2 separate regions of the Ovis aries genome follow, and region 1 is linked to region 2. A link is a contact called in public Hi-C data. All regions are on one chromosome and are shown on one strand. The core of a region is the stretch at or near the end of the contact, and the rest is flanking DNA. Distances in the headings are between cores, read along the strand shown.

What was found. Hi-C and Micro-C count contacts between places; a contact is called where the count stands out from the background.
Region 1: a contact with region 2 is called in a Hi-C map of tail adipose tissue, with 5 times the contacts expected there. The contact joins two enhancer-like sites. A contact is called at or near these places in 9 of 16 Hi-C or Micro-C datasets (hypothalamus, liver, mesenteric adipose tissue and 5 more).

The regions. Positions count from the first base shown.
Region 1 is chr3:176,843,096-176,846,430 of ARS-UI_Ramb_v3.0, reverse strand. All of the region lies in intron 6 of SYN3 (synapsin III), which reads left to right. Among named protein-coding and RNA genes, the nearest start is that of FBXO7, 150 kb to the right of the region's middle. Within about 2 kb of position 1,275, at least 20 of the 54 cell types and tissues checked have an H3K27ac peak or open chromatin away from gene starts, as enhancers often do. A contact at or near this core is called in tail adipose tissue, where this site is marked.
Region 2 is chr3:176,743,174-176,746,111 of ARS-UI_Ramb_v3.0, reverse strand. SYN3 (synapsin III) reads left to right here. Exons shown (of 14, transcript XM_042247181.2): 10 at 2,373-2,475. Among named protein-coding and RNA genes, the nearest start is that of FBXO7, 46 kb to the right of the region's middle. Within about 2 kb of position 1,686, at least 19 of the 54 cell types and tissues checked have an H3K27ac peak or open chromatin away from gene starts, as enhancers often do. A contact at or near this core is called in tail adipose tissue, where this site is marked.

The DNA.
Region 1 (3,335 bases), core at 26-2,525, 100 kb before region 2:
ATAGTCAAAGAGCTTTGGAGGAAAATGATGCATTCAGTTTGGGGCATCCAAAGAAGGTGCTGAGAATACAGCGACATATACACATCTGTAGCTAAGAAAATATGAATGGGCTGTAGATAAGATCTGGGAGCCATCAGTGAACAGGTCATTGCTAATACCAGGAACATGGATCTGAATAAGAAGAGAAGAAGGCCTCGGAGAGAGCCATATCCCACTTAGATGTTTGAGAGCCAGTGGTAGGTAGGTGGGTGGAGGGGCAAAGGATGCTGAAAAGAAGCAGCTGCAGAGTTAGGAAAGAAAAACAGAGGGGTGGTACCAATGGGCACCAATGTCGCATGCTACAGAGTTGGATGAAAACTGCAAAATGGCCTATAGAATTTGCAGATGACCTAAGTGACCTTGTGCTGACCAATTTCCTAAGTCTGATAGACAAGGGGAAAGGGACCATTGATAGATTTATAACAAAACTTACTATGACTTCTCATTTTTCACTTGTTGTTGTTCAGTTGCTAAGTTGTGTCTAACTCTGCAAAGCCATGGACTGTAGCACACCAGGCCTCTCTGTCCATCACTATCTTCTGGAGTTTGCCCAAGTTCATGAAAATCACCCTTTATCAAACTACATTTCCTGACCTGGGATACAGAAAAATGCAGTTGCTGCAGCAAAATACAAGATGTAATGAGGCTGTAGGGTATTTATCCAGGAGTTGGTGATGGACAGGGAAGCCTGGCGTGCTGCAGTCCGTGGGGTCACAAAGAGTCGGACACGACTGAGCGACTGAACTGAACTGAACTGAGGATATTTAGCAAGCCACTTCTCTTCTCGGGGCCTCAGTTTCCCCATGTAGAAAAAGATAGAAGGAGAGACAGACTAGTTTTCTCCCAGACCCAAAATTCTATTTTCTGCCATCCCAGATGTTCTTTGGGCATGCTGGTGTTGATGGGGATGGTGAAACAGGACTCGGGTGTGGTGAAAGAGAAGCCCCCAACCCCGCTTTAACTGCTGCAGTTCCCCCTGTGGTCTCTTCACTCTCAGTCTTGTTTTCTCCCCAGTCCTCCAAGGCGGCTATTGGAGCCAGTGATGAGAAACACATGTTTCTGGGCAGCTCTGGTGTTGCACAATGCCGCCAAGGGGAGGGGAAAAAAAGAAAGAGAAAAAAAAAAAGAAAAGAAAGGAAGGAAAGAAAAGAGCTTTGGTATTTTCAGCCTCCACAGACAATTCCTCCATTGATGTGTTGTGAGTCACGGCGGGCCGCCAGGCCATCGTGGTTTCTGAATCACTTCCTCCAAGAGAGGCTCTCCACTTGTTCCTGGGCTGGCTTCAGCCAGGGCTGGAATGTGAGGAGGTTGAGCCCTTCAGAATGCCTCTGACTGCTTTCTTCTTTGCTGGAGCTCCAACCACAGAGGTGGAAAGGCCTGGCTGGAAGGAGATGGGAAGCAGGTTGAACTTGCTTGTTCCGAGGAGTGGACCACCTCCCCCCGCCCCTGGCCACAGAACTGAAACTCATGCCCCCTCCCTGGTCAGAGATGGAAGTCACGTGAAAACCGAGATTAAGGGCCCTAGTTTTCTGCAGTGGGCGCCAGACTCAGATCTGAATTTTCCGTCTCCTCCACCTTTATTCTCTGGCTGCCTTGGACGAGGCTGGCACCTTTTGGCCAGAGGTAGATGTAAAGTGGATCCTGGTCCTCCGGTGACTAACATCAGGGCATCTTGGGCTTCATCCTCGGTCTCCCATCTTGCAGTTTCCATCTTTGAAGACAAGGATGATAATGGCCTGAGACGCCCTCGCCAGGATGATGGTACTCAAGTGAGACTCTGTTTTAAGTTCTTGCTTAGAACAAACTTCATTCATTCAACAAGGAGCTTTAACCCTCACCCTGGGTCACACTTTGTGTAGGCACCAGGCATTCTAAGAGGAAAGGGATATGGTCCTAGCCATATGAAAGAAAAATGGTAAAGCAGTGATGCAAATTCAGTGTGGCAAGTGCTCAGGTGAAGGGACCCAGAGGAGATTCTACACATACTTGGGGTTAGGGGAACTTCGGGAGGGCATCCAGGAAGGTTTGCTGGATCAGATAAGGCATCGTTAGCACCATTTTCCTTTGTTCAGCACCATCGCCCTCTCCCCTCAGCCCCTGGTTGCAGGACTTTCCCAGGTTTGTACTTTGAACAGAAGAGATGAAACCCACTCTCAGCCCCTGTAAGAGAGGAAGTGGTTTCTCCCCTCCTTGCCAACAGAAGGCGCTATTTCCCAGTAACCCCAGCAGTTGGGAATATGCTAGAATGCCGCCACCTTGTGGGCACACTGAGCCTTGCCCACTTCTCTGAGATGGATTAACATGGAAGCCATCCTCCAAAGAAACAGGGTCTCTGGCTTGGTTCCTTACCTGATTCCGGTTACAGGTGAAGGGTGAAGGGAGCACCCTTTAGAAACTCCCCTGACCACGTTGGCCAGCTGAAGTCTCCCTTAAGGAGACAGATCTGGATTAATAAGCTTTCTTAGAGCAGGCACCCTATCTTAACCTTCTTAACCTTCTTTCATAGATCTACCAGAAGTCAGGCAGGTAAGAGGTGCTCAACACATGGATGTTAGATAAACAATTTCTGTCAATAATCAGCCAAAATTATAGCCAGGGTTAGACATTCTTTACCATTTTATTCAACACACTAGCTAGGAGTCCTAGTTTCCCTAGGAGAGCCAGTATGTACTGCACCAATATGTCCCGCACCAATATGTCCCCCAGTACCTGGCCATACAATACATGTTGACCAAGTGAATGAAATCAGACACTTAAAAGTAAAGTTCTAGAAACAGCAAATATTGTTTGCTGAAGAGGAGTATGTGTATATGTGCATATATATATATATATATTTTTTTTTTTTTCATTCTGTATTGTCCAGTAGAGCCTGCTTTTTCTTGGGTATATCCCAGAAAGATACAATGACTATCTGTGGTCACACAGCTGGGGACCTGAAGGCATGTCAACTGATTTATCACTGTGCTTGCGTGGCAGGGTCAGCCCACACTTATAGGAGAGACAAAGAAAGACAGGAGTTATCTAGAGTTGTCTAGAATTATACCTGGTAGAAGAGTTTTCCACCAGGGATTTCTGAAACACCTTTCAAATACTCTAAGACCGGCCTGTTATGTGTTAGTTGCTCAGTCATGTCCGACTCTGTGACCCCATGGACTGTAGCCTACCAAACTCCTCTGTCCATGAAATTCTCCAGGCAAGAATACTGGAGTGGGTATCCATGCCCTCCTCCAGGGGATCTTCTCAACCAAGAGATCAAACCCAGGTCTCCTGCATCACAGGCAGATTCTTTACCATCT
Region 2 (2,938 bases), core at 437-2,936:
TCCTCCCTTTAAACAACACCTGTGAGCCATCTTCACCTGAAGAAGGGCCAGCCACCTGCTTTTGAGGCCAGCAGCACACACGTCCCTTGCTGAGTGCCCAGTGACCTCTGCATGCAAGCCTTCAGTGACAATGGGCAAGGCATGGGCTTTGGGGTCAGAAAGGTCTGTTCAGTGAACATGTATTGAGTACCTACTGCATGCCATGTATGCTGAGCGCTAAAGAGGTCCAGACGAAAAGACCCAACCCTTCCCTTCAAGAACTCTGTATCAGTTGCAAGTTTCAGAAAATGGATTAGTTGGAGCCAAAGGGGATTTACTGGCTTGTGGCAATGAAAACTTCAGAGGTGCGGCTCCAGGTAGGTCTTTAGAACTTATTCTACCCACCCACTCCAGTACTCTTGCCTAGAGAATTCCATGGACAGAGGAGCCTGGTGGGCTACAGTCCATGGGGTCACAAAGAGTCGGACACGACTGAGAGACTTTCACTTTCACTGCCAACTTCAGTCCAGCTTTCTTCCATGTTGGCTTCATTCCGGTCAGCTCACTCATATAGTGATCCAAAACGGCCCCAGGCTTACAGCTTAACTGTGTCGAGTCCAGCAGAAGGAAGATGTCTTTCCCAACCATTTCAATCAAAGCCTGGAGTTGAGCCTTATTCACTGATAGGCCTGACTTAAGTCACATGACCATCGTGGAGGCCATCACTATGACCCAGAAAGCAGCAGCCCTGTAATCAGATACTCCTGTGTCACGCCTCTGCCCCGAGAGAGTGAAGTGGGACCACTGTGCTACCGTAACACGGACTGAGACTTAGGGGAGGGGTGTAACATGGTTCCTGCCCTTGTGGAACTCCCCGTCCAGGGCTCTAAGCTGAGGAAACAGCATGAACTAAAGTGAGTGGTCCTGCCTCCTTCAGAGCTGTGTTACACAGGTTAACTACCATTTCTGAACTTCTTCAGCTGTAGATTGGAGGTAATGCACCCAAGCCAGAGGGCTGATGAGAAAGGGATCTTCAGTGGCAGGGAGTGCACTGGAAATAGTGGTCTCCTTCCCTTCCCGCCAGTCCCAGGTGCCACCCCCAAGGTGGGTGCCCACCTGTGCTCTCCAGTCTCAGGGGCTGTGCTCGTTCCCTGGCACAACTGCACCCCCTGGTCTGGGGGAGTGACAGCCTTCCCCCAGTGGGCATTCAAGGGGCAGTCGTGGCCCTTTTCTCCACCACCTTTCCAGAACGTAAGCCCAGCCTTTCCCCGGGCCTCGCACGCTGCTCAGAGGTGTCTCCAGCAGGTCATTATCTCCCTGGCTCTGCTCAGTTCCAGGCCCCATGGGCCATTCCCTGCCATGGGAGTGGGGCTGCTCAGGCCTGGAATCCACTTTCCCTTCTGCAAATTCATGGTCAGTAGCCTCAGTGCCTCAAGGGGACTTAGCAGCAGAGATGAGAGAGCCAGCTCTGAGAGCACTTCAGCTCATTCCAGGCCTTATGGCTCAGAGACACAAATAGATCTATGAGCAGGCGTGCCCCATGTGACCCTGGAGGGTGGGGAGAAAAGCAAGAACATTGACACAAAGTCCCCTGTGACTCCAAATCCAGCCACCACGAAGGAAGCCAAGCACAAGGCCGGGAAGATACAACCATCCCCTTGTTGCAGGGTCAGAGTCCAGCACTGAGATCTTCTGCAAAGCAAACGGACCCTACAGCCATCAAGTGGCTGGAAAGGGAACAAAAGCAGCAGGTCCAGAGGGCCAGGCCCCCGGGCCAGTCTGGAGAAGCCTGCCAGGCTCCTCTGCCTGCGTGCCCCAGGCAAGGGGGAGAATACACCCTTTGTCCCCGCAGGCTGGGCCTGGGAGGGATTTCTGGGGCCCTTCAAGCAGTTTTCCCAAGGGAAAAGGATTTCAGGAGCAGCTGGGGTCCAGGACAGCTCCAGCTGGGGGCAGGACAAGCTCCTCGGTACTGGGGGGCCAGCAAAGTCCTGGGGAGGGGAAGGAGGTCAGGTCTCTGAGATCACCCCAACTCCCCTCACTGCCCCCCTCATCCTGCTTGTCGCCTGCCTGCCTAGCTCCCTGTCTAACCTCTCTCCCTCTGCGTGTCTCCCACTGTCCCTCTACATCTCTGCCTCTCTTTTTACCCATTGGCTCTCCCACTGCCTCTGTTTCTCTGCCTCTCTGTCTCTCGTGCATCTCTGTCTCTTACGTCTTCCTGTCTCTCTCCATCTCTGAATGGATGTGTTTGTGCGTATGTCACTGTCTGTCTCCTGGCCTGTTTTTCCTGTGGGTGTCTCTCTGGGTCTCTCCTTCCCCCGTCTCTGCATCTCTCGCCGTCTGCTTCCCGCTCGTGCCCCCTGTGCAGCATACTCACTGTCTGTCCATCCCTGCAGGTACAGGCTGTGGGTGGACAGCTGCTCGGAGATGTTTGGTGGCCTGGACATCTGTGCTGTCAAGGCTGTCCACAGCAAAGATGGCAGAGATTACATCATAGAGGTGAGCAATGGAGCAGGAGTTCCCCCTGGCCGGAACCAGGCCCCTGGGCAGGCATTCCAGAGGGAAGGAGTCCAGGTGTGACCTCCAGTGTGGTCATCTGTGTCTTAGGTCAGGGCTGAGGCACAAGCAGCCTAGGCCTCAGGGAGTGGCTCCCAGAGCCTTCTCACCCACTGCCCTCACGTACCCCCATCCACCCTCTTGGCTGCATCTTTGTGCCCGGGGGTCCTGCCCTGGACTTTGATGACTTTGGGCATGAGGTTTGACAACCTTCCAACACTTGTGGCCCTAACAATAGGGGAAGGGCACTGGGCCAAGAGTTGGCAAAATTCTGTCCCCTCCAGTCTGTTAAATTTTCTTAGTGTCCAAGCGGGTAAAGAGAGTCCACTTCCACAGTCACCGTGAAGAGTCCATCATCTGTTCAATCAACAAACATATATTAGGGGCTCCCATGGGCCTGGTGTGG